Regions from separate parts of the Anas platyrhynchos genome. Here region 1 is linked to region 2. Evidence: chromatin contacts called from public Hi-C data. All regions are on one chromosome and are shown on one strand. Each heading gives the region's core, a stretch centred on a gene start, on an enhancer-like site or on the middle of the called end of the contact. The rest is flanking DNA. Distances are from core to core; before and after follow the strand shown.

Evidence for each region. A called contact is a pair of places that touch in the nucleus more often than the background predicts.
Region 1: a Hi-C map of subcutaneous adipose tissue shows a contact between it and region 2, with 2.1 times the contacts expected there. The contact joins two enhancer-like sites. A contact is called at or near these places in 2 of 8 Hi-C or Micro-C datasets (skeletal muscle and subcutaneous adipose tissue).

The regions. Positions count from the first base shown.
Region 1 is chr3:41,884,974-41,891,373 of IASCAAS_PekinDuck_T2T, forward strand. No RefSeq gene overlaps it. Among named protein-coding and RNA genes, the nearest start is that of TRNAI-UAU, 17 kb to the right of the region's middle. Within about 2 kb of position 4,033, at least 5 of the 8 cell types and tissues checked have an H3K27ac peak or open chromatin away from gene starts, as enhancers often do. A contact at or near this core is called in subcutaneous adipose tissue, where this site is marked.
Region 2 is chr3:40,897,483-40,903,732 of IASCAAS_PekinDuck_T2T, forward strand. THADA (THADA armadillo repeat containing) reads left to right here. Exons shown (of 39, transcript XM_027454105.3): 23 at 1,002-1,134; 24 at 3,887-4,000; 25 at 5,131-5,253; 26 at 5,939-6,030. Among named protein-coding and RNA genes, the nearest start is that of THADA, 33 kb to the left of the region's middle. Within about 2 kb of position 1,864, at least 1 of the 8 cell types and tissues checked has an H3K27ac peak or open chromatin away from gene starts, as enhancers often do. A contact at or near this core is called in subcutaneous adipose tissue, where this site is marked.

The DNA of each region.
Region 1 (6,400 bases), core at 2,783-5,282, 990 kb after region 2:
GTAGTCCATATACTACCAGTTTAATATATTAATTCAAGAAGCACATTATAGTAGAACAAAATATTGAGGAATATAGTCAACACATGGAGACAAATGGATATTTACCATGGTTTTTTTTGTTTTTTTTTTTTTTTGTTTTTAAGAAATCATCACTCAAGCATTCTGTTCATCAGGTTTTACTCTGTATTTGTATTAATCTAGAAATAACTTTGGTTTAAGCAGTTGCTATGGGTGGTGTCCACCCTCGTTCCCCAGTGTGAAAGCTGAGGAATACATAAATTAACAAGAAGCTTCCTTCCCCTGAAGGAGTTGTTTAATTTTAGAAGTGTCAGGGAAATGTTAACGTTACATTTTGTTGCGTATTTTCCAGCAGCATGTGGCATATGCCGAGAAGGGAAATAACACCATTTGTCATGATGACTTTACAGCCAAGGCAGGGAAGGGGGGAAGAACTGAATTAAACCTGTAATTCATAGATCTGTTAGGTGTTGTTCTCTGCTATCCAGATCATATTTAATAATTTAAGGTGGGTTTAATATTCTTCCTCTTCCTACCCAAACTCCACTGCAAAACAAGGAAAAATTCGGTTTTCAATCAAGGGACTGTGTGCCAGATTTGACTCATCAAGTTGGGAACAAAGTTCTAGCAATTGATTCATCATTTTCTAGCTAATCCTTGTTTACACAACTTTTAAGTTTAAACATAGAAAGTGATTAAATTAAAATTGCTAAATGAAAAAAACTTATTTAGTAGTAAATTTATCTTTTCATAGCAAAGGAGACTTTGACACTCTTAAATAGTTACAAACTCAAAAGTACATGAAATGGGGAAATTATTTTCCACCCAGCTCAAGCACCACTCATGACTCTTACACAATAAATTTGAGGGAGGCATGTGTGAATGAAAAACGAAGAATCCAGTAACACATTTTGCCTTTCCCTAAGGTATTGACAAATGCTTATATAATTTGATTTCCCCTAGGCTTCATTAGAACAGACAGTGATATAATTTATCAGTGCAGCCATTTTTGACTAGACATCAGTTTGTTTCTTTCAGCTCCCCCAGCTACCTTAAGCAAATCTCCTTCTTTCATCAATCCTAGGTCCAAACTGATAAAATATTTGGTCCTCCCTTTGGCTCCTCTTTTGAGGTCTACATCCAGTACAGAGAAATATTACAAGAAGAGCTAACAGGACTCATTGCATAAACTAACACAAAGCTGCATTTTCAACATTTCACTTTCAAACTTCAAATAGAGAGAACAGCAACTTTGTCTGACTCTTTGCAAAGCCAGTAACCTCAATCAAGAGCATTTTTATGTTGAAATGCATGAGGACTTTTATGTTACATGCTAAGAATTGATTTGTTATCTGTCCCACTGTTTCCCATCAGGATCAGCAACAAGTCTGAATTACGCAGTATTTCTCTGGGACAACTGCATTATGGATGATGGAGTTGCTCCAGAGCAAGAGAAGTGCCAGTTTTACACAAATAGAGAATGCATTTCAGAACATGAAGATAGAGGAAGTAAAATTCAAATCTAAATCTGCTTGCTATGAATTGGTTTGACCAAGTTGCCTCTGAAGGGCATCACTATTTGATTTCTTCCTACCCCTAAACAGATTTAGTACAGCAGTATGAGAAACTTAATTCCAGTGCACAGCTGACCCTGCTATAAACACTTCAACAAATCAGAAAGGTCTCTTGTCCATATTATTACAGGCTCTAGACCTACGCTTTATAAATGCGGATAAATATAGATGTTACTACCTTATTATGTCAAAATGAATATCAAACCCGTCTTCAAAATACAGCTCCACATTTCAGTTCATTTAAGTTTTTCAAGCATTCCTCCTGTCTATATCTAGAAATGTCACAGCAGACAGGTGCTGACAAGTACTATAGCCAGGTTTCCCATTGCTACTAAAAAACCTCAAATGTTGATGCTGTTGACTGCTCAGCACCCTCAGTTTGTACCAATTTTGAGATTTCAGAGATCTTGCACTCACAGCATGTACTTGCTTGCAAGAACCTCTGGAGGTGACTTGTGCAGGTGCCAGTGGCACACATGGGCATCCAGGGAGAACACAGACGAAGGAGCAGAACTTGCTGCCAGCTGAGTCTGAGACCTCCAGCTGCATTATTCACTAGTGCTTCTGGGTCTCTCTCCATGTTTTCTGCCTGGGAGCTCACTGACACACAAGCACAGCATCAGTACATTCAGCTTCCTCTGCCAGCAAGAGAGGGTATGGTAAGGAGACAGTTTTGTAGGAAGACCAGGAAGATTGAGGTCCAAATCCAGCGTGAATAGTCATGTGGCAGGTCCTTGCCAAGCCTTATGCCTTCAACACAGGATCATTAACTAGCTTACAGTGTTTATAAAACAGATCCAAATTATTAGCTTGGGGAAATAAAGAAAACAGTGTTATTAGTGAAGCCAACATCCTATTACCTTTATTTCATCTCAGTAAAGCAGCTGGTTAGATGCTCTGCTGAGCTTTCCACAGAACGCTTCCAGTGGATGCAGAAAGCAGAAGCATGACCTTTCTCAGGCTTTCCAGCAGAATTTTCCATGAATTTGGGTTTTAGACATCACTAAGCTCATTACTGAAAAGACATTAACCAGAGAGACTGTACAGTATTGGTATTACCATAAAACAAATGCAAAACTAAGTTTTGCTTGGAGTCATATGAGGGAAAGAAAAAAGAAACAAAAAGAAAAAATCAGAACATTCTGTAATTGTAACTGGACGATTTTGGAAAGAAAACAATTAGGGGAAAAAAATGCTAATCCCATCATGATCATTCTCTCATAGAAGCTGTAGAAATCTCTTTCTGTAAAAATAAACAGAAATGAACATTTTTGTATAGGCCATAAATGCCAAAACACTGAAGAAACAACTTTAATTTTGTAAGGACTGAAAGGATAAGTAATAAGTTGGCAGGACTGCTTAGACATTTGTGAGTTCTCATAAATATTACCTACCACAAGTCTAAATCACTGCCAGCTCTGGCTTATGTTAACCTATTTTAATATCTTACCAGCTCCTCTGCCAGAGGATAACTGACCTTTCATATTTTTTTTTTCTAGTTCTAGTGCACAGCAGATAGTGTCAAGTAAATGATTATCAGTGCCCAGAGAGACTGGAAACCTACAAATTTTGTTTCTCATCTTTTGGACAGCCTGTTACCTCAAATTGTGATTTATTAGATTTTTAAGAGCTTTTAACAATGATGAAATCCCAACGTAAAACTAAATGTTTTAAAGTAATAAGTCTTGCACTGAGTACCACTGTCCACAGAATAGATGAGCGAGCATTAGTTTTATCAAAGCTATGTTACGGATGACCTAGAATATTAAGCTTGCATAACAGCGTGCTCTACTTTCTGGCCAGATTCTTCTATTTGCTAAGGTAAAAATGACAGGCACACACATACCTATGTGGATTCAAATATGTATTGCACCCCCACTGATTTAGACAACATAAACAAAGTTGAATTACCACCTCTGCTTCTTTTGAATTTTCAAAGCATGTGCTAGTATACCTGAACTGATTGACAACAGAAATGAAGCAAACACACAAAGACTTGGTTCAAGTCCAGCAGCCACAGGGTTGCAGAGCTTGAGCACCGACAAAGCCCACAGCACACAAAAGAGCTGTGCATTGTTTAACCTTCTCTGCTTCAACAAGGGAAAAAAGTTATGACTTGGAAACAGAAACACTGGATCTTGGGAAGTCACTTTAATTCTATTGGAAAAGAAGCGCAACAAAAATGCCAGTCAAATAAGATCTAATTTTCCTCTTAAAGCCATAGGGCAAAGTCAAAAACCACAGTCTCACTCCCATACACATTTCCCTATCGGCAGCAGAGGCCTGTGGCAAGTGTGCTAATGACAAAGGAATTGCTGCTGCATCCACTTTGATCTCCAACTGCAGCAAGAGAAGAGTGAAACCTCAGACCAGAAGAACTCCACTGTTTCCCCGAGGGCCAGCTGGATCTGCCTGCTTTGCTAAGCAGAGAACCATCCCTGCTTCTATTTCTGAGAAACCCTTGGCTCTGTAGGAGATGTGTGCTGCCACAAGATGTGCTGGTGTTTCAGATCTGGTTATCCCTTTACAGTAGCACTTCCCCTTCTGCATTTCTGAATTAAGTGACAGAATTACATGTTGAAATTGCCATAAGGGGTGGCATAATGCTCTTTGGGTTGTCAGGGAACATATTCCTTAAGATTTACAGAGAAGGGTTGTTCATTTTACTGATTTGTTTGAGCATGTGGGATTTCTCAAAAGGAAGGGCGAACTGGGTGCTATCACAAGCAGCTATCAGATAGCAGCAGCCTAAAATTCCATGTATATGAAAAAGGAATATAGGCATGAATAGCAATAAGGGGTTAAAGTAGTATAATTACTCTGTTGCTACTCCAGATATTAAAATATGAGAGGAGCCACAGAAAATATTAGACATCATGAATTCAACATCTCAATGTATAATTTATCTGTTTAAAAGTAGTTTTGAATTTCCCATATCCTACAAGGATAAGTGTAGGTATAGTATCATATTTCTGCAAAATCCTAATAAGAGTTTTGTATTGCCTGAATTCAGGTGAAACACGTGGCTTTATTAGACTTCAAAACAAACAGCCTAGACATTCAAAATACCACATTGAAACAGAGGTCTAAACAAATTCCCGAGCAATTCACTTTAAATACATGCTCTGTACTATCATGCTACACAATGGAGAAAAATTTTCTCATTTAGGAGCTGAGTCATAAAGACACTATCCTGCTGGTTAATGGGATGTTCCAGAGGATGCAAGTAAATAGTCGTCCAAGTACAACTTCAAAAAGGCATGTGTCTTCAGTGATAAGTTTTTTTTTTTTTACTGTTCTTATTCCCACTGCAACTTTTATGAACAACTGCAGCCTTCAACATAAAAATGAAAGATTTTAAAATTTAAATATTAAAAAATCCTACATAGAAGCAAATACTGTATGCTTGTTCTGTTCTTGCCCAGAGAAGTTAAATATGCTAAATATCCAACTCCAAGGAGACACAGATCCTTTTGCTTTTGTTCCTTATCTGTAGGAAGAGGATATTATGTCTTCATTTCGGAGGGATGTTATAGATGAATCCTTTAAATATTTGTGGGATGTTACAGCAGCAAGAAAATAGAGCCAACAAACACAAAGTGTTCACAGATAAGATGAGAAGGACCACAGAGAATCAAGTTTGAGCTACTGCTTTAGCTGAAAGCTAAACCTTAAAACTTGATCCTTGCCATGCAATTATCCCTCTTCCCATCTGAGAAATGGAAGACTACTATGCTTCATCATTCACTCAGTGAACTGGAGACCATCAGCCACATATGCAGCACCACTGAGTCATGACCAGACCCTTCCACCAGCAATGATCATTACCATTTTCTTGCTGCAAACCAAACAAGCTAAGTCATTTCTTTGATTTCACCAAACTGAAGAGTTGAATATCAATGTTTCAAAATCCTTTGTTTCCTCATGGAATGAGGAAATACCCGATTCATACATTATATAACATGGTGACTTCATGCTGTCACATCAAGCAGTAGTCCTGTAAGGCAGAAGTCACGGCTGCACTGGATACCACACATCACACTCGATAGAGGGGGGCATTCCTCCTCTGCTTTTCCACACCAAGCCTCTCCCCTACTCCCAAACAGAAGCTCTGCAGCTTTTCATGTTTCAGAGCCCTTTCTCAAACAGAAATAGCTGCCTCCTCACTACCACCTCCACCATCCTAAGCATGGCCGCTGTCCCAGAGGTACAAGACTCCCTTCTGACAGGGCTGATATAAGCAGTCCTGTTCTCTCTTTGTACTTAGGTTTGTAGCCCAATGCTGGCCCCCACACACATAAACATAGGTGCCTGGGCTTGGGTACCCAAAAACTGGTCTGTTTTTACCACCTGTAGCAGCCCAGCTCTGAGACAGATGTTACTATGTATAGTGTTTTTTTCCCCTCATGTCCTTGCACAGCTCTATCAAAATGACTACACACAACTCACCACACAACGACAACAAAATCTCAGAACACCACAATTTACTCTCTGGAAAGATTAAATAGATCACAAGTTCTGCAAGCATATTTATCCGATTTCAGCATGTAAAATATGCAGCATTCCTAGCCCAGCTCATAAAGCTTTTAGCAGCTATAAGGATCTCTTCTTTTTCCAAATGTTGGGGAGTCTTCCTAGCAGGCTTTCAGAGGCCTTTTACTCAAAAAGAAATACTGTCTGTACGGGCCAGGAAATCATTTCTTTAGGCAAATGTTAGACTACAAGTTCCAAAGGACTGAGATGCTTTGAAAGCTGGTCTGCCAACTGACTTTGTCCCACTTTGAAAACAAAAGCAACTCTTTAGAAAG
Region 2 (6,250 bases), core at 614-3,113:
CTGCTGTATTTAAGCTTTTCATTCTCTATTACCAACACATAGGCAGAAGACTAGACTGTGGCCATACTGTGAGGTCTCACTGCTTGATAATGAATTTAATTATAGCTTACATTTTTTGGCAAGCCCTATGCAGTTAATTGCAGTTATATTGCCCACAGTGATTAATTTTTTTTAGCTGTTCTGAGTGATGTGTCCTGTTAATAGAAATTTTTGTACCTATGAATGATCCTTTTGGAACATTGATGGAAGATTAATGAGCTGCTCTTTCACACTGAATATGCTGCATTTCATTGAACTGGGCAGAGTGAGGAATTGAAGTAGACTTGAGAGTTTTCCTTGTCCTTGAAAGTCCTTTGTTTTCAGGTAGCGTCCAGTTCTGTAACTGCAGAGAAGTATTTCATGACAGGAGAGCAATTTAGGTGCTTTAAGAAAAGTTTGACTGACTCAATATTGTAAACAGAATATTATGTCTTGTTTTTTATTCCGTTCACTGCTCTGAGGTTTGCAGGGGTATTTCCACAAGCCATTCTTACTCTGCAAGGCTTTGATTTTGTTGTGTATGGTTATTAATAACAGTTGTATGTACTAGTTAATGTAAGGGTCATACATCAGCTACCATGTGACAAAAAGGACAGGACTTTTTGAAGTGTCTTTTCCTACACAGTAACTGATGTGTATGTCTTTGTTTTCTTCTCCGAAGTAGGATAATAGGTTTTGGTTGAAGAGATGTGTTGCACTGCTGAATGACAGAGTCCTGCTGTTTGTCTAGTGAAATACCTTTTCCCAGTGTCACTTAACAAGAAGGCTTAACATAATTTGTATTAACATTGGGAAAAAAAAGTAAAATTTCTTTTGAAGTTTATCATATTTCTTAAGAATTCTGCATGTGTGCTTGGAGATGTTTACATTTAGAGGGAACTGTTTCTTAAGGTCATTAACAGCATTGACTCTGTCCTAGTTTCTTATTTATTTGTTTCACGTTTCTTGTTTGTTTCATGTAGATGCAACAGTAGGAGTCTGCGCAAGATGCCAGAGCAGTGGCTAAGCTGTGTGTTGGAAGAAATCAAATCCTGTGATCCTTCATCGACGTTATGTGCAACCAGACGTAGTGCGGGAATTCCATTCTACATTCAGGTACCAAATGATATTATTGTGCCTGATTTGATACATTTTTTTTTTTAATGCCCTCTCTGGTTAGTATGTATATATATTTTGTACTTCGCCCCCCTTTGGGGCAATTACTTTGTTTTATCTGCAGATTTTGGTAGTCTTTGTGCAATCAGGAAGCCAAATGTAATTAAGCCATGTTTGATGCTGTTTAACAATCCTATGGACTCGTAAGACTGCACAGATTTTCAGCTTGTTGTTGATTCAGAAGCATTTCTAAAGACAGAGCTGCAGGCTCAGTGTGACTACTGTAATAATCCCTGCAAATTAATAAATTAATTCAAAGATTAAGTAAAGCTTTGTTACCGTGTAGCTCTGTGCATGTGAAGTGGTCGGGTGCTAAAATACGAAGAGAAAACTATTGAATTGTAAAATGGTGGCCTAGAAAATACTACAAAAAACTAGGGAAGTCCTCTCAACTGTTGTGAAGCAGGATCAAGTGATGTCAGTCACTACTGGTTGATGTGACATGGAAATCTCAACACTTACCTCTTCCCATTCCTTTGTTTCATTAAAGTAGACACGATTGTTCTCCTCTAAATTAACCTTCACGATCTTAGTTTTCAGCCAGTTTTCTAAGACAGAAATCCAAGATAACTACGTGATTTGTAACTTTCTCCACTCGCTGAAGCATATTCTCAGGCATGTTCCAAGAATGTGAGGGACTGCTGGGAGCAAGCTCTCACTGCCAGAGTAATCTGTCTTGCTTGTTTTCCACTTCGCGTTTGCCCTGAGAAAGTTGAGGCAGCCTGCTTCTGTCTGACCTCTCTTCTGTCAGTCACAGCCTACTCCTGGCTTTGCTAGATGTGTGCGCACTACATAGCAGAGATCACAAACAGAGCATTGGTTTTAGGGATGGTTTTTCCTTTTAAACTTCAGTGGTTAAAGATTTTCCCTTTTATATCTGCAAAGTTTCTGCAAAATAGATTTGGTGACTTCATGTCTGCTGGTTTCCCCATTCACACCACAAAGTTTGAATCCAGTGGGCAGTAGCCAGCTTTAATCCTTAGAATGTGAAAGAACAAATGTCTTTGAATCAATTTTTCATGTAAAACCTAACGCTGTTCAATGTAAGAACTAGGTGGACCCAACAGTATCCCACTGCAGAAAACATTTGTGTAGTCTGCAGTTGGCCTACATTGCTGAGTCCATATGGCAAAGCTTCCATTGTGCCATAGCTGTTAGGATAAATAGGTCACATGCCTTGGTTCTGACAGCTCTGGAAGAGTATGAAGTTAATCTAGGCAATTAATGAGAAGGTTTGAAGTGAACATTGGGGTTAGTCTGAAGTCGTTTATTTCTGAACTATAATTTTATTGTAAGGAAAGTTGGTGGAGCTCTTTGCCAGTAGTTCTGAATGTGTCTGTAGTACTCAGTAAAACAAATTAAGCCTTAAATAGCATGTTGCATTTAGATAATAAAAATATAAATTGTAATGCATATGCTAACAGTACTGTAATAAGGTTATTTTATTAATGCATAAAATCAAGACTCATTGTGGTCTGTTTGCCATCTGCTTCCTGTGACATTTATTCTTGTTTTAGTAGAACACATCTGTTTTAATGATAATATGTAATTTTAAGGTTATGAACATATTAAATGACCTATTTAAAATAGAAATATGACTACCTAGCTGTACAGAGGTACAGCTCCAATCAAAGGGTGAGGAAATGGTGGGAAAATGCTACTTACAGCTTCGGTGTTCTTAGGTTATGGAATCTTTGTCTGCTTTATACTTCATAAATACTGTTTTTTTCTTCCCTCTCTGTTTCTCCCGTTCTTAAAGACACTGATAAAATGACATTGACTCCATCTGGGTATCTGCCTAACCTCTATACTTCATTTGGCTTGAAGTTTTTCCGTTCGGTTGTTTTTAAGCAATGTAATGTACTATTAAATAACTTGTTTGAACTGATGCTGAACAGACTCTGGGTCCCAAAACACAAATGGATAATCATTTTTATTAGAAATAAGTGATTTATGATTATCCATTTGTGCTAAGTCAGACAAATTCGACAAGAGCTGCTAGGACAGAGTGAGAGACTGTTTTAACTCCAGTCCTGAACTGAAGGATTAAATTAGAGTATTTTCGTCTCAGCTGGATATGTTGGCACCCATTAAACTGTTGCTATTTGGAGGTTGATGCATCTCTTCTCTCTTTTCAAAAATGTGCTGCTTATTTTATCCTGTTTTGAAAAACAGGTTTTATTCTTCAGCCAGGCCATGTCATCTTAAATACGTATATTATTAGGCTAAAAAATTGTCCATAGTAGGAAATATAAGCATGTATAATATGGCAGATACTTTTGTTGCAATAAATAATCTGATTATGTGTGTGATAACTTACATTATCACATTACTTTATTTTACTATTTATGACTATTAATATTAATACATTACTATTACATTATTTTAATATTACTATTTTTTATTTACATTACATATAAATTATCACATTATCACATTATATTCTGTTATATACAGAGAAATCTCTGTAGGCAGAGGTATAGTGCAGAAGCGGTTTTCTTATTTAAACATTGAGTGCTAAGAATGCCTTCAACAAAACTAAGAGTTAAAACTGAAACTTGCTTTTGCAACTTTTTTTCAGTCATGGGCAGAAGCTAGGCAGCACTATGGTGAATACAGAAACCTGGAACAGAACTAGCAGTAAACAAAACTGGCTAGAAATAACAGGGTTTTTCTGTTAACTTTTCTGTAGGCTTTGTTAGCTTCAGAACCAAAGAAGAGCAAAGCAGATCTGCTGAAAATGACCATGAAAGAATTGCTGTCTTTGGCGGCACCTTTGAATGAGTCATCAAGTGTCATTCCACAGGTAAAATACAGCATCTCATCAAAAGGCAAATGTCAAAAAAATTGTTTGCATTATTTCGAACAATTAAGGAGATTATGAGTGCTTTTAATAATAATTTGTTTTTATTGTCTATGGCTGGATTTTAAAACCTTTTGACAAGCAGAGGTTATAGAATCACTGGAATTGGCAAATGCATAAAATATTAAAGGGGGTTGGACGTAACTTCATAGTTTTTTCTAGTATAACAGATATAGTCATATCCATTTTGAATTTATGTGATCAGTTTACTGTTTGTAGTGTATTGCTAAACAAGCAGATGAGCAACCTTTAAAAGGAAATTAACAAGCAAGCATTATTTTTACTTTTAGACTAAACAAATGCGTTGCATAAACCATATTTTATGCAGCAGAAATACTATATGAAAAGTAATTTTAAAGCACAATTAGTAACTTCTGTAACTTAAATATATATTTTTGGAATGCATAATAATTGTAAATTCAAGATCTTTATTTTCAAATGCAGTTATCAAATATTTAAATGTATTGTCAACAAAACGTGGCTTGGACTTCCAAACACAAAGATTAACAGTGTTCTAATGACTCTGCCAGATCTTTTGCTGGTAGAAATTTATGTAGCCTTGTCAAAGTCTGTGAAGCTACACAGATTACCACCTTCCCCTGCAGAGAGTAGAGAAATATCAGAAAATTCTCCATATGGTAAAGCAACCCTGGCTGTCAGTTTTAGCTTAATACTGTCCTCCTGTGAGCTGTAGTTTATTTTTTCTCACAGTATCTATTGCATGTCAAGAATGTTGGAAAAGATGATTCTAAACTTTGAAAGTTATTTTTACAGCCATGATAAGCTAAGGAAAAAAGAATGCTGGCCTTCTCTTGTAATGCCTGCACTGTATTTATTAGACAAATATATTTTTAAACCATAATTGTTTTTTATCAGTGCGTTCTGCTGTAGCATTTTAATTTATTAGTTTTAACAGTGTTCTGTATTTAGTATTCTTGTGAAACAAAAATAATCCATGTGCACATTTACACCTTTCCATACTAAACACATGTTGTTATGGTAATTAACATGCATTAGGTTTAAGATTTTTGGTTGAATTTATATTTTTTCCTGTATTTCTCTTACCTCCACAGGTTCATGCTTTAAATATCCTGCGGGCACTGTTTAGGGATACACGTTTAGGTGAAAACATCATGCCTTATGTTGCAGATGGAATACAAGCTGCAATTCTAGGGTTTATGTCACCTGTTTGGGCAGTAAGTTAATTCTTAGTTTTGCTTTTCTGATGTAACAGTATTTATAGTGGTGCTTTTCTGTGAAACTATGGTTACATTTGGAAATGATAGTACTGCAGTTACTGGAATGTCACATGATGCAGTACTTTAAGATACAATAAAGAATACTGTAGACTTGAAAAAAAAGTCATGGTTTTGTTTACAGTTTTTGGTTTTGTTTGGATTTTCCTCTGTAATGTGAAGTGCTGATGCTGACAAAAGGTAGAGACAAAGATTGCCTTCTAGATAAGAACACATCTGGCTATTACATTTTGAGTCAGTATTCCTAACTTGTAAGTATATTTTCATTGATTCTCACTGTTACTTTGTTTTTTAATAAGAGAGTATTCCATATGGAATGTGAAGGTAGAACATTTTATTATCTGCCATGCATAAGGTAGAATCCTTTTAACCAGTAGAATCTAGATACATCCCCTATGTTAAAGATAGACATCTCCAAAATCTGATTTTCTGTTAGTGCCATCTTGACTGAGAGGAAAGATGTTATGAAATCCTTGTTTCTCTCTTTTAATTCCTGAACAGTAGGCATGCACTGTCCTTCACTCAGCTGTTTTTCTTTTCTACATTAGTGTCTGTATTTAAAAAATAAAATTAAAAAAAAAAATCGAATTTTTAAAACCACATGTTCTTTTCTTTTTTCCATTAGGTAAGAAATTCATCTACCCTTCTTTTTAGTGCTCTAATTACAAGAATTTTTGGGGTTAAAAGAGAAAAAGACGAAAATTCCAAAAAAAATAGGTAAGCTTCACTTGGTACCAATTTTAAGTTTGCAAAACATGACCTTAGCCAAAAACAATTTGAAAATGTTGCTTGCTTTATGGATATATTTGAATCATGATGTTATGAAAACATCTAGGTTTGCTTAAACTGTACTGCCAAGAAATAAGCTCGAGGGCTAAAAATATGTGCTATTAAACACCAAGAGTTAGTTTGTACTCACGTGTGATTTCACAAAAAG